4 separate regions of the Sus scrofa genome follow, and regions 2, 3 and 4 are each linked to region 1. A link is a contact called in public Hi-C and HiChIP or PLAC-seq data. All regions are on one chromosome and are shown on one strand. The core of a region is the stretch at or near the end of the contact, and the rest is flanking DNA. Distances in the headings are between cores, read along the strand shown. Region 1 has its middle 23 kb from the start of ZFHX3. Region 2 overlaps ZFHX3 (zinc finger homeobox protein 3). Region 3 overlaps ZFHX3 (zinc finger homeobox protein 3). Region 4 overlaps ZFHX3 (zinc finger homeobox protein 3).

Region 1 (3,489 bases), core at 574-3,073:
CTGAGCAGGCAATCCAGTTACATAATGCTGCAAAAATAACCCTGGGCTGGGAGTCTTGTCCGAGTGACGTATTTTGTTAACGGAGAGGGGTATCAAATATCTATCTTTCAACCCAAGAGCTGAAAGTACACTTGTGACACGGAGGGGACCTCCCCTCCCCCCAAGGAAAGGGGGATGTTGAAGGCAGGCACAGATGAGGGAGAAGCAGCAAGGATGCACATTTTTCTCTCTCTTTTTCCAGGTGCAACTAAAGCCATCTGTTCACCTTAGCTATATTCTGCCGACTCCCAAGTTCGGGGACACCGTCACAGACACTCCAGTTCCCCTTGCAGTGCTCCCTGCTCTGCAAGCATCAGGGAAGGCTGAGGGAAAGGAATGAAATGAGAGCAAGGAGAAAGGAGGAGAAAAAGAGTGAGAGGACTTTGTTTTGTTTGTTGGTGGGCCACGGTGGGGACAAGTTATCTTCTTATTTCTATTCCCACTAGACTAGGCCTCCCGATACTGTGACCAACTGGTCCCACTTTGCCCAAGATGGTCCTATATTTAAAACTGACCCCAGGAATGCCCTCCATCCTAGAAAACTGATTGAGGAGAGCTGGTCACTCTCCTTCCCACAGGCTTTGGCCAAATTCCCACGAGGACAGAGAAAATTATGACCAAAATAAGGTAGTTCCTTTCAATTCAAAATTATTCAAAGAATGACCTCACTAAGCTATTCCATCAGAGATGCAAAGGTCCTGTTTCCAGGAATTTGTTTTTTTGTCTTTTCTGGGGCTGCACCCGAGGCGTATGGAGGTTCCCAGGCTAGCGGTCTAATTGGAGCTGTAGCCCACCAGCCTAGGCCACAGCCACAGCCACACCAGATCCGAGCCACGTCTGCGACCTACACCACAGCTCATGGCAACGCCGGATCCTGCACCCCCTGAGCAAGGCCAGGATCGAACCCGCAACCTCTTGGGGAATTCATCCAGGAATTTGAAAAAAAGAGCCATACACCTCTCCTCACCCCTGCCATGTTGGATTCTAGAGCTTTCCAGGTGGAAAATTTACCTGTCCCATCCACTCTGCTTTTCAGATAAAGTTTCCAGACATCTAAGATGCCCTGCCCTGTTTTGCTTGGGAGCTGTTTTACATCATTTTGGAAAAAAAAAAAAAAAAACCTAAAAAACAAAAAACTCTATTTGAAGTCACAGTAACTTGCTTTTTCTTTTTTTTTTTTCCACCTAATCTCTTCCATGGGGTCTCAATTCCTCCTGTGGCACCACAGTCACATACCGAGCTGTATCAAACGCCCTTAAAATAGTCACCTTGAGTCTGTTAGCATTTTCTTTTTCCTAATCTTGATAATCACAGCATCTGATCCTTCCGTTCTAAACTGCAGCCTTCCAATCCACCCTTAATCTAGACCTATCTGACCCTCTTCCAAAGGAGACAGACGAGGATCAGCATCACCCCGAGCTCCCCCGCCCCACAGCATCTGAGCTTGAATTTCCATTCATCCCAACCTCCATGCTTTTTTAAAAAATCAAAATGTCTCTGAACTCCTTGAGCTAATTTTAAAAGCAAGTAGCTTTCCCTCCCTGAGTCATATTCTTGGGGCTCGTAAAAATGTAGTTCCACTCGGAGACCACCTTGTCACAAACGTGCAAAAAAAAAAAACAAAACAAAAAAAACAACCCTCTGTTTCGGACGCCGCAGAGAGGAAAGGGTGAAACGGCAGCGCCTCCCGCCCTCCCCCCCCCCCCCCCAGCAGGCTCGGCCTTTATGGAGTCTATTTCCAGTCTGTTTACCTGGCAGGGACCACGTGACCAATCCAGAAGGAAATGCTGACATCATTGTCTCTCTCACATGTGCGGCCTCCCCCCCTCGTCCCTCCGTCCCTCCCAGCGCCGCGCCGCCGCCGCATTCCGGCATCCATCCCTCTCTCGCCACCGGCCTCCTCCCCCACCACTCGCGCCTTCTCCCACTTATTTCTCTGTCTTTCTCCTGGCACACTTTCCTTTGTTTTCTCTTTCCTTGCAGGCTCTCTCCTAGACCGTCCTGGACGGACACACACACACACGTGCGCGCGCGCGCACACACGCGCACACACACACACACACACTCCTCCATGCCCTTTTCCTTTCCTTCAATAAGCCTTTCTTCCTCTTTTATTCTTTCAGATCTGTGGCCATTGAGTCTTCACTCTGTTTTAAAAATACACTTCCTCTTTCTCTATAGGTTGGAGATTTCTTTAAAAAAAAAAAAAAAAGTCTGGAAGGCTTAGAAAACCTTCCAGATCCAGGGTGGGGGAAGGGCAGAGCAAGGCTGCGCGTCCAGCCCCTCAATTTCCTGCTCCAGTGGGCTTGGAGATGTAGGTGTTGGGGGGTTGGTCAAACAGGCCTTCTTTTTTTCTTTTCCACCTTCCCTCTTCCAGGTTCCCTCTGGCATTTCCACAGACCCCCTTCCCTCCCCGCAGCCAGACCCATATCCTGGCGGCCCTTGGCCTTGTGCAGGGTGGGGGGTGGGGAGCATGTGTCCCTCGGCTCCTCATTTTGCCCAGGGGGCGTAGGAGGCAGCTCAGCATCCTTCCAACCTGGGACCCTGGGAACTGGAAAGACACAGGAGGCAGGGAGGAAGGCATCCAGGCAGGTGCCTCCCACCCTGTTCAAAGGGTTGTTTACTCAAGGAACCTGTGTCAGGGCTCTGGGGTTGCTCCCAGAAAGCTTGCTTGGTGCACGTGGGCACAGAGCTGGAGCACACCATTTAGAGGAACTGTTTAATAAAGACACGGGGGCCTCCAACAGTTTATTTACCCTTACAGAAAGGTGGCCGTAGGGTGCCCCCTGGAAACTGCTTCAAAAGAAGAGCACAAGGGAGTGAGGCCAGAGGGTGAAACAACCAGGGCAGAATCATGGAATGGCTGGCCCGGCCAAGGGTCAGAACACACATGCTCATCTGCCCTTCTGCTCCCACCTCTCACCCCAGGCTGTTCTCTGCTGGGTTCGTACACCTTGTGGGTTGGGATGAGCCAGTGCAGCAGAAGGGGGAATGGGGAGGTCATGCAGAGGTGAGGCCATTCAGGAATCATTCTTTCAGACGTGAACTCATAATCCCCAACACGCATAAAGATGGAGCTCTACCAGGGGGATGTGCGTTCATGGGCATTTTTACCACTGGATTATATGGACAATCAGAAATACAACATCCTGTGGGAGAGGACCCTAGTAAAATTTAGAGAAGGGACTTTCAACACCAAAACAGTCCTTGTCTTCAATGTGCACATGTATTCCTATTTTTTTTTTTCTTTTTCTTTTGGCCATGCCTGAGGAATGCAGAATTTCCTGGGCCAGGGATCGAACCTGTGCCACAGCAGTGACAACATTGGGTCCTTCACCCACTGAGCCACCAGGCATCTCTACACGCCTGTTTCTGGAGGAACATTTCCAGTACTGTGTGTGTTAACATGGCCCTAGTGGCATTGCTGTGGCTGTGGTGCAGGCCGGCAGC
Region 2 (3,489 bases), core at 521-3,020, 220 kb before region 1:
GAAATTTCATCTCACACAGGAAGTAAAAGGAGTTCAAAGTAAATTGACCTCAGAGGGTTTACAAAACATCTGAGGAAGAAAGTATCTATTAGGAGCCAGATTTTCCTACCTCTTCCCCCAAAGCCAGTAGAAGTCCCAGAACTGGAAAACTGAACTAGGGGTCAGAGAACACGTCTTCATGACCACCGAGAGGGGAGGTAGGAGGCAGCTGTGGGGAACCCGGACGAGAGAAGATGCTGCCTATCATTCTTCTGCCCCACCAAGAGGCTCCTACACCGAACGTCTAGGTCTCCTCCTGCCTCAGTGTACAGGAAAGTTACCATTGAGTCTCCCCATGCCCACCCTTAGTTCGAACGGAGAAAGATCAGGCAGCTTTGGTCTGAGGTCCATCGGCTATACAGCACCACGTGAACACTCCGTATCCTTTAGGGGAGAAAAATACCCATAGAAAGTGCTAGTTGAGCAGTAACAAGCAAGTTACCCCATCTTAATTATGTCCAGGTAGGATGTTCAATGCACATGTTTAGGCTTTTGATAAACCTGTTCCACACTCTATTATAAAATCCATCCTCGAATGCGGATACTAGCATTCAATCAGTATTATTAAACTGGGTCTACCCCAAGCAGCTAGGTCTCTTAAAATATACTCATTTGCCCTAACACATCCTATGATACAAAATACCTCTAAGTACCCATACACTAACCAAACGCGATTATGCAAAGCGATGGCTCACGGGCCCTCCTCTCCGGCACACACACATAACATCAGCACCTTAGACGGAGGCAGTCTGACGCCTGCAAAACAGGGAATACGCTGATGTGATGGACAGTGTCTGGAGGTGCTGCTCTGCAGAGCAGGGAGGAGTTACCCACGGGGGCGGGGCATCTCCAAGGCCAGTGTCTCTCTGCCGTGTGTTACACGGGCTGCAGCCATTCAAGCCAAGCGTTAAGAACTCGTGGTCACTCTGGCACTGACCCCACTTCTTTGAACCTTTCCAAACCAATCTATTCAGAAGACAGAGCCTGAGGAATAAGCTCATCATTCATGCAAGGCGCAAGGAACCCGCATGGCACTCTGTGACACTCCTGGAGCCCATATTCTACGAGCCTACGTGGGTCTTGGCTTTCTTCTGCCCTGGCCCCGCTACACGCAGAAAAGTGAAGGCAGCTGAGCTCCAGTGCGAGGGGAGACGACAGGGGTAAACTTAGGAACTTCTTTTACTTCTCTCCTTCTTCCCCTCCCTTGCCATTTTCTTTAAGGATTTTAAAATCAGGAGCTCCACTGTGGTGCAGTGGAAACAAATCCGACAAGGAACCATGAGGTTGCAGGTTCGATCCCTGGCCTCACTCAGTGGGTTAAGGATCCAGCGCTGCCATGAGCTGTGGTGTAGGTCGCAGATGCGGCTCGGATCAGGCGTTGCTGTGGCTGTGGTGTAGGCCAGCGGCTGGAGCTCAGATTCGACCCTAGCCTGCCTTGGACCCTCCATATAACGCGGGTGCGGCCCTACAAAGCAAGATAGAAAAATGAAAAATTGAGTCGTCTTCTTTTTCAGTTTTTAGATTTAATATTATCATTTCTAATATATTAGACGCCAAAAAGGTGTTGTGTGCTTGGTGGAATGAGGAACAACTGAGAAACGCCTGGACAAGCCAGCTTCGCTTACATGCAGATCCTCACCCTGCGAGAACACCAGGTCCCATTCAGCCCAGGAGGTGCTTCCCTGCAGTTTCAAGTGTGACCTACAGGTGTCGCCCTCTGCATGGCGAGGCCTGGAAGGGCAGCTCGCCACAGGAGGCAGACAGCGTCTGGGCCGCCTAACCTGAGCATGTGGAAATAATATACGTCTTCAAGTGAACTGTCTGGTCCTGGGGAAATAAAATAGGACATTCATAAGCAGTTACACCATCTGTCTTTATACCATCATCATCAACAGCAAGAGGAAAAATAGCTCTTTAAAATGGATGAAAGCCCAGGCTGACAGTAACCAGAAAACTGTGAGCTCTGAATACCAATAAAGGTAGAGAAATGATTTAAAAACAGAGATATAAACTATGAATTCGTCTGGACAGCTCGGGCCCACAATGCTTTGCAGGCAGGGGATGTTCTACTGGTCCCCCAAGCCTCACAGCCACCTCACTAAGACCCAGGCCTAGGCACCTGCAGACAGGACCTGGGGCTCCCTGTCCTAGAAACACGTGGGGACCGGGAGCAGGATGGCATCCAGCCCTGCAACAGCTGCGCCCATGCTCTGAGCTCCTGGGGCTGGTATGTAGCCCAGGCTCCATTTAGGGATGTTCATTTGATACCCACATGCCCAGAGAGTGCCACACAGGGAAGGTTTTTCTCCCCACAGATCACAGAATGCATTTCCCCCCAGTGAAGTCAGTGGCAACTGGCTGGGGTCATCAGAGAAGTCAATTTTTTTTCCTCTATAGTATCAGCTACTGACAGATGGTGGGAACATGCAAAAACCTGATGGATGTGGATCCAGGTTTATGTGGAAAATCCTCTTCCTCAGAAGACAAAGTCACTTTCCTTCCCCAATACATACAACAGCCCCCGTGCTATTCTGCAGGCCAAGAAACACAATTCAAAACCATCTTCTCCCCAAAGAGCTGAACCCAGTATCAGAACCCAACCAGAACCCACCAGGAAGGCCTTCTCAGGGGCACAGCCAGGGCCTGGGTCAGCAAGTTCACCTCTGCTCTCTACGCCCTGTTCTTGGCAGGAAGCAGGGAGGCCCAGTGCATCTCACAAGAAGGTCTGTCCTTCAGAAGACTCCAGAGGGGGGTGCCTCTAACCTCCCCTCGAGGCCGCCGCAGACGCCTACTTCGTGGATACACCCTACAGTAGCCCTGAAACTAGGGCACTGCTCCTACTTGGATGTACTTCCACATTAAAGGGTTAGGGAAATAGAAGCAAATCTTGAATAGGTGTGAGGTCTTCCTGGTGTCCCTTCTGCCCTCAATTTCCATGTAAAACACAGGCTGAAGGCCTTTAAAAAAATCTATTTCCATCACCCTCTCTTTCTGACAACCGCTTCTCCTGACAGCACTCACTGGCGCCCACTCCCGTCTCCTGGGTAAGGGCAGAGCCCTCAGGTGTAAGAACTTCAGCAGGCACTCCGTCTAAAAGGGAAGGGCTCCTGGGGCAGCTTAGGTCTTGGAGTGATGATACCACGGCTCCAGAAGATTTCTCCTCAGTTAAGGCAGTTTTATGTCCCACAAATGCCAAATGTTCTCTCTTTTTTTTCTTTCTTTTTTTTTTTTTAGGTCTTGTGTCCTTTTAGGGCTGCACCCGCGACATATGAAGGTTCCCAGGCTAGGGATTCAATCAGAGCTGTTGCCACTGGCCACAGCCACAGCCACAGCAATGCCAGATCCGAGCCACGTCGGCGACCTACACCACAGCTCACGGCAACACCAGATCCTTAAGCTATGGAACAAGGCCAGGGATCGAACCTGCAACCTCATGGTTCCTAGTCGGAT
Region 3 (3,489 bases), core at 666-3,165, 190 kb before region 1:
GGCCCAGGCTCCCAGGGAAGAAGGAGGGGTCGATGCTCCCTAAGCCCAGAGAAAACGCCTCAGTGCTTCCCAGCCATCAACACTCGCTGCGCCCAAGAGCTTCGAACTGATGTAAGAGCGGTTCTTCCAGCATCTGCAGGAGCCTTGAGAGAAAGAAGGTCGTGACATTCTGCTGGGCCCTGTGCATGAACAGCTTGGACCTGGTAAAGGAGATTTTGCCAAGTGTGGGGGGCCTGGTTTAGAAGAACAGACAGGCAGGCTGACCAGCATTCATCCCCACCCGCCTCCAGGGCGGCCGACAGGGACTCCACACTGGCACCTGCAGGCGATGCCTCAGACCACGCCACCCCGGGAGCTGAGTGCAGCCTGGGTTCCAGAGTGCCACCTTCCCCGGGATTCCCAGGTGCCTTGGCATGCTTCCAGCTCTGAAAATGGCCATGTCAGATGCTGAAGACGCTGATATGGCCAGTCAGCCAGCAATTATGGACAGCCTCAGATGTGTCCAGTGCAGGGCTATTTTCTGGGCATTGCTCATCAAAATGAAGCCTTAGTTAACAGAGCCCATGAGGTGGCAAAATGCGTTCCCCCATGTGATACCCAAGGCTCACTGAATTATAGGTGAATCCGTATGTTCTAGGTCTTAAGAAACCACCACCACCATTTTGGTTTTTCAAGAATAGGAAATTCTCCAGACTGCATGAAAAACGGAAAAATTAAAACAATAACGACAACTACAGAAACTCTGAGTTTCAAAAAAAAAAAAAAAAAAAAGGCAAGGAGAGTTCTTTTTCCTCCGTTTCAGGCTACTGCCCTGCTAGGTCTGTAAAGAATTGGGAAATTTAAGGATGACTCTCTAGACTGGGTAACTAATTCACTGCATCGGGGCTGAGAAGCCAAGTCGCTCTGCCCACCAGAATCCTTCATCTTTCAGACAAAGGTCTTTCTTGCTGTTTCCACCACCTGATCGTGTGAACAGCCCGCGAGAGGGAGGGAAGGGACCACAGCGCCGCAGTCTGAATGCGAGGCAGCCAATCAGAACTAATCTCTGCCCTGGAAGTAAATTCGGCGTCTGTTCCCTGATCTGGTGCCCAGGAGGGCTCAGGCGGTGGTGGCGGGGTTGGGGGGGGCTCATTTCCCTTTATGCCCCCTTGCCCCCAGCTGGTACCCCCAAAACAAACAAGGGACTTTCTGGGCAATGCCCTTCAACCCAATCAGCCACGGAAGAAATTATTTTAGACCAGGTCCAAGACTAAATCCAAAGCAATGAACTTGACATTAAGACTTATTTATTTATTTCTCCCTTCACGAACAGAAGGTTAATATAAGAGCAACTCCTTGGCAAACCTTTAAGGGTAATTCAAGCGACACTGATGTGAATCAATGTTCCCTTTGTGAACACATTACTTGGCAGAAACTGGCTTTTTGTAACCCCCTTAAACCTAGCCAGCAAAACAAAAAGAAGGGGGAAAAATGTCCTTCAAACAAAAGGATGAGGTGAAAATAAAGAGTGAGTTGACCGCACTTTATTCTCTTTCATAGAAGCAAATGGATCTGGTGCTTTTATACATTAATCAATCAATATCACTGACTGTACATCAGCAGGGTAGCCAAGTTATGAATGACCTTTCTGGCAAAGAGGACACTTTTAATGCTCATAAGACTGCTCATAGCTTAGCAACTTTCCGAATTTATGCCTGCATGATTACCCCTTAGAGGCGAGTGGCCGTTAGCGCTGCACTAAATATGGCAAGGTTAGTCGTCTCCAATTTGTGCAGAGGGAAGGAGAGACGTGGACACGCTGCCCTGTTTCTGCACCAGCTGTGGCAGCCTGGGCGAGGTGGAGGGCAGAGGCTCTGGCAGCCTCGGGTCCCTGCCCGGCTGGCCGGGCTGGCCCCCCTTCCAGAAAGCTGGCCCACCTCCTGCTCAGCTCCAAGCCAATCCAAACAGGGCCATTTCAGGGAGCTAATCTAGAAAGCCATGCCCGGCTCAACCTGGGCCTCAGTCTGCTTCTCACGCTCAGCTCCCGAGGCCACCGAGCTGGCAGATGGGCAGGGTTGGCCACGGCAGGGCATCCCCAGGCTCCCCCGATACGCTGTCCACTCCGCTCCCAGCTGCACCCCTACAAGCCCTCCCTGAATTGACTGATGCCTCCAACCTGGCGAGAGAACTTCACGTTTCCAAAAAGAGAACTAGCTTTCATCTTGAAGTTGGTTTTTTTAAAAAAGCAATTCACAGAAAGGCATTTCTACCAAAAAGATGAACTGACTTCCTCTCTCCAGAAATATCCAGCTCAGCTAAATAAACAGTTGGTCCAATCCTCTCTTATCTCTCCCTCTCCCCAGCTCAGCCATGTTCTCCAGGCCCCGAAGGCTGGAGAGTTCTCTGGATTCCATTCCTTGTGGGTGGAAATGGGGCAAAGGCCCGTCTGTGGGTGTGGGTTTCCATGACAACCATCACCGGCTCAGTGCGGCCACGTGGGGACACAGCCCACCACCCATCACCAGCGCAGCTTTCCTCCGGCAACTCTCCTGCTACGGTTGTGGTGGAAATCTCCAGAAATCTGTTGGCCCATCCACAAGGCCTTGCTTTTTTTCTGTCTCCCAGAGAGGGAAATGCAGACATAGAGAACATTTAAAATAGAGCCTTTTTTTTTTTTTTTTTTTTTTTTTTTTTTTAAGGGAGGCAATAGGGAAGTTTCCAGGCTAAAGGTCAAATCGGAGCTGCAGCTGCCGGCCCACATCGAGTCGCGTCTGCAACCTACACCATGGCTCATGGCAACGCCGGATCCTTAACCCATGGAGCAAGGCCAGGGACTGAACTCACATCCCCATGGATGCGAGCCGAGTTCTTAACCCACTGAGCCACAGTGGGAACTCCCTAAAACAGAGCCTTAACTTCACACGAAATTACAACAGAAGAAACCAGAGGCTGAACTCAGCATCTTGACTAGAACACAGGCAGAGTTCAGGGCAGTGGTGAGTTTTACCAACACCCTTCTTCAGTCTTCAGAGAGCTTCCCGGCTATACGAGTAAACACAGGGCACTGGTCAGAGGAAATGAGTCTCCGTGTGGTAAACCTGAAGTCAGGAGAGGTCACTTACAGGGGACCTAAGCCCCGGAGTGGTCCTGACCCCCAGGCAAGAGGCTCAGAGGCCTGTGTGCAGAAATGGGCGACACATGACAACACCAACAAGGAGAAGCCCATGGGTGTGTGTGACTCCGAGGAGCCCGGGGCAACTACACTCGCTGCAGCCCTGCACTGCTTTCCTCCTTTTTGCAGACCCAGTCCTCTCTGTCAGCGTGCCCGACTTAGATAAATAATACTGGGCTCCCGGACGATTATTTTTTAAGAGATTCAGATTCGCGTCCAGAAAATCCACCTTCGGTTTAGAGCCCAGGCGAGCGGGGTGCCCTGACCAAGTTGGGATCTGGGGTGATGCTCAGACAGCCCTTCCCGACTCATCAGGTACTGGTTTGAAGGTCTCTGTT
Region 4 (3,489 bases), core at 441-2,940, 150 kb before region 1:
TCGGGAGAGGAGGGAACCTGCTGGGGGGCTCAGACCTGCCACAGATAAGCCAAGGCGAATAACGGGGGGCTCACAGGGCCGGTCCGGGATGGTAGCCAGTAGCCACGTGTGACGAAGTACATGTAAATGAGAAGTTCCACTCCTCGGTCGCACAAGCCACATTTCGAGTCTCTCAGCCACACGTGGTTAGCGGCCACCAGGTCAGTGAAGACCCAGGACATGTCTGTCGTGGGAGGGACATGAATTCTAGGGTCGATGAGAGCCGCTAGTTTCCGGGATTAAGTAGAAAGTGGGGGCAGGGAAGAAAGGCAGGAGACGCTACGCTGCCACTTTTCCAGAAACAAAAAGGAACCTAACACCTGACTCTCTCCCCGAGGTTAATTTCAAGCTCGGTAATGTAGACTCTGTCTAGGGACTAACACACACACAAATAAGCATTCCATTCTAAGTCAAATGAGGCTTTTTAATTAACAAGGCAGAAAAACAGGTGGATAAAAGGTGAGGCAGGAAAGCCTGATTTTAAGCAAACATTTGCCATCTGTACCTGGGCCGAGGGTGGCCATGCAGCCCGGGCACTGGCCAAAGGTAAACAAGGGGACATGGCCGCCCCCGCGGGGCCCGCCCAGGTAGGTGCCTGCGCAGGTGCCATGGGGAGGCATGTCAGGCCCCGTGTCACTTCACATCCTCATTAATTATCTTGAAAGGAGAGGGTTAGTAAACAGCAAGTTAATTAAATTCTCAGATGATGCTAATTTGGGAGGCTTTAGCAAGACGGGCAAGGGCAGAGGCAATATAAATGGGACCTGGATGGGTTAGAAATCTGAGTGGAAAATAAAATTAAGCGCTGGCTAAACAAACATCGCTTAAACCAAGTCCTATGGACGTGCCTACGTATGCCCAAAAGAGCATCTGGAAAAGAGGTAGACTCACACGACAGAGGTGTGCAGTGTCTCGTGTGCATCATCAGAAAGGGAGCCAAAACTGCTTTGTATGGTTTTTGAATACAAACGTTCACGTGCACTGGGAGGTCTGGAAGGAACAGCACCCGTTCACGGTCTCGGCCCTGGAGAGGCATGGCCGCAGGGCACAGGAGATGAGGCGGGCCTTTCCCTTCGTATTCTTTAAAACGGATGGCCCAATTTTCAAACAAGCAGGTATTCTGGGGTTTCTGGTTGTCTTCGTTTGGTTCTAAAAATCTCCTGAGTTTGAAATGAATTTCGATGTACAGAAGAGCAGCCAGGGTAGTACAGAGTTCCCACATGCCCTCAGCCAGCGCCCCCGACGGTCAACGCCGAACATCTCACATCTGGGACGTTTGTCAGAACCCGTTAGTGCGGAACAGGCCTCATACATGTATATGGTTTTCCCACTCACGCCCTTTTTCTGTACCGGGAGCCAGCGTAGGAGCCCACGTGGCACTGAGTTGTTGCACCTCCTCCCATCTGTGCTGGTTCCTGTCTCTGGTGACCTCAACCCTTCTGAAGCATGCAGGTCAGGTATTCGGAGAGCAACCCTCAGCTGTGATTTATCCGATGCTTACTCACGATCTGCTCAGGTTACGGACTTTGGCAAAGTACCCGTCCGACGGCAGAGCACCCGGGGAACGTGACATCCCCATGACTGACCGCTGGTCACATTAACCTTCTTCACTCGGAGAGGGTGGCTCTGCCAGGCTCCTCCACCGCCACGGCACCCGCTCTCCCTTTCCACCCCGGATGCGTGACCAGGGAGTCACAGCCCTCAGTCAGCAGGAGGGGCAGAGGCTCCACCTTCTGGTTACTACGTTGTTCGATAAAAACAAACACATCCTCTAAAAGAGAGGAACGTCTCCTCATGCAAGCAGTGTCGAACGCAGGTGTCTATCTGCAAAGTCAGAGCTGTTGCCTTTGTTTTGAATACCCGGATTCTCAACAACATCGATGGATAAACGCAGCGCCCTCGCTCTCTTCCTGGCAGCACCCTGCCCACTCAGTTCTATTAACTCATTTAATCCTCACAGCAGCCTGATGAACGAGAGGCTACCACGTTACCACGATCGGCTCCAAATTACACATGGGCAAACGTGGCCCGAAGAGGGTCGGTTGCTCGCTCATGTTAACACCATGATTAAAGACGGGGGGAGCAGGATTTGAACGCAGGCCTCCCGGCTCTCCAGCTCGTCTAGAGATCTCTCCGTGAGCTCTGTGACCCTGCTCCTCCATATACAACTTGGAAACGTCGACACAGTCCAATGGAGCTGCAAAGGATCATTCACAGCAAAGAGTGACTTGGGGAAGGATGTCAAGAGCCAAATGGGACAGAGGCTTCTCGAGAAAGATGTACAGCCACTCCCGGAGGCACTCGAGGATGGCACTGCAGGGCTGAGCAGACCCAACAAAACCGAGGTGCCAGGGGGCGGGCAGGGTTTCAAGAGAGGACTGTCCCCCTTTACGTTTAGGGTGAGGCAAGGAATACAGGACAGCTGAGCTGATGAGAGAGCTAAGAAGATGCTCAAAATCCACGAAGCTCAATGCTGACGGATCCCCCAGCTCATCTGTCATGGAGACCAGCTTGGAAGTGTCTCCCCCAATAACCTTTACTCTTCCTACTCTTCTGAGGCTGCCCTGTGACACCCTCAGAAGACACTTCTGGAGTCGAAACAAAGCACAGAGGTCAGGGCTGGAGCACGTCTGGGGAGAGAGGGGATGCCAAGATAGAAAGAGATCAACTACCCAGATGGCAGAGGGGTTGGCGAGGAGCAGGAGGGGTGGCGGAGGCCCTTGACCTTCTGATCTACAATGTGGGCTAATTCAATCCCAACCATTAGCGCTGATATTTTAACATCGAAAACAAACAAGGAAATGAGTTGCTCTGAGAAAAACGGAAAGAACCAGGAACGTGTGGACCCTGCCACGTTCCCCCCATGGCCCTTGTTACTCAGCCCCCACAGCGACTTACCATCACCCTTCCCCACAGCGAAAAACAACCAAGACGCCCAAGACGCGGGCGGGGAACAACCGCTGCCTTCCTCCTGGACGCCCCCCCCATGTCATCTCTAACTATCTAAACACCATTTCTCCTCTGATTAACTCCGACTTCTATGCTTCTCCAGCTGTTTCACCTGCAGACTTGTGCCTTTCAAATGACACGAATAAATCAACTATATTTCAAAAACTGTTTTCTGGAGTTCCCGTCGTGGCGCAGTGGTTAACGAATCCGACTAGGAACCCTGAGGTTGCGGGTTCGGTCCCTGCCCTTGCTCAGTGGGTTAACGATCCGGCGTTGCCGTGAGCTGTGGTGTAGGTTGCAGACGCGGCTCGATCCCGCGTTGCTGTGGCTCTGGCGTAGGCCGGTGGCTACAGCTCCGATTCAACCCCTAGCCTGGGAACCTCCATATGCCGCGGGAGCGGCCCAAGAAATAGCAACAATGACAACAACAACAACAAAGACAAAAAAGACAAAAGACAAAAAAAAAACAAAAAAAACAAAACAAAACAAAAAAAAACTGTT

What was found. Hi-C and Micro-C count contacts between places; a contact is called where the count stands out from the background. HiChIP or PLAC-seq counts read pairs in DNA pulled down with a chosen protein or histone mark.
Region 2: a Hi-C map of skeletal muscle shows a contact between it and region 1, with 6 times the contacts expected there. The contact joins two enhancer-like sites. A contact is called at or near these places in 7 of 47 Hi-C or Micro-C datasets (adipose tissue, brain, embryonic fibroblasts and 4 more) and 2 of 2 datasets of contacts at active chromatin or transcription factors (alveolar macrophages and skeletal muscle).
Region 3: an H3K27ac HiChIP or PLAC-seq map of skeletal muscle shows a contact between it and region 1. The contact joins two enhancer-like sites. A contact is called at or near these places in 4 of 47 Hi-C or Micro-C datasets (adipose tissue, fibroblasts, heart right ventricle and 1 more) and 2 of 2 datasets of contacts at active chromatin or transcription factors (alveolar macrophages and skeletal muscle).
Region 4: a contact with region 1 is called in a Hi-C map of skeletal muscle, with 4 times the contacts expected there. The contact joins two enhancer-like sites. A contact is called at or near these places in 1 of 47 Hi-C or Micro-C datasets (skeletal muscle) and 1 of 2 datasets of contacts at active chromatin or transcription factors (skeletal muscle).

What each region holds. Positions count from the first base shown.
Region 1 is chr6:15,962,253-15,965,741 of Sscrofa11.1, forward strand. No RefSeq gene overlaps it. Among named protein-coding and RNA genes, the nearest start is that of ZFHX3, 23 kb to the left of the region's middle. Within about 2 kb of position 1,824, at least 47 of the 83 cell types and tissues checked have an H3K27ac peak or open chromatin away from gene starts, as enhancers often do. A contact at or near this core is called in skeletal muscle, where this site is marked.
Region 2 is chr6:15,742,406-15,745,894 of Sscrofa11.1, forward strand. The region is part of intron 4 of ZFHX3 (zinc finger homeobox protein 3); the gene reads right to left. Among named protein-coding and RNA genes, the nearest start is that of ZFHX3, 200 kb to the right of the region's middle. Within about 2 kb of position 1,771, at least 7 of the 83 cell types and tissues checked have an H3K27ac peak or open chromatin away from gene starts, as enhancers often do. A contact at or near this core is called in skeletal muscle, where this site is marked.
Region 3 is chr6:15,767,571-15,771,059 of Sscrofa11.1, forward strand. All of the region lies in intron 4 of ZFHX3 (zinc finger homeobox protein 3), which reads right to left. Among named protein-coding and RNA genes, the nearest start is that of ZFHX3, 170 kb to the right of the region's middle. Within about 2 kb of position 1,916, at least 15 of the 83 cell types and tissues checked have an H3K27ac peak or open chromatin away from gene starts, as enhancers often do. A contact at or near this core is called in skeletal muscle, where this site is marked.
Region 4 is chr6:15,816,456-15,819,944 of Sscrofa11.1, forward strand. The region is part of intron 3 of ZFHX3 (zinc finger homeobox protein 3); the gene reads right to left. Among named protein-coding and RNA genes, the nearest start is that of ZFHX3, 120 kb to the right of the region's middle. Within about 2 kb of position 1,691, at least 1 of the 83 cell types and tissues checked has an H3K27ac peak or open chromatin away from gene starts, as enhancers often do. A contact at or near this core is called in skeletal muscle, where this site is marked.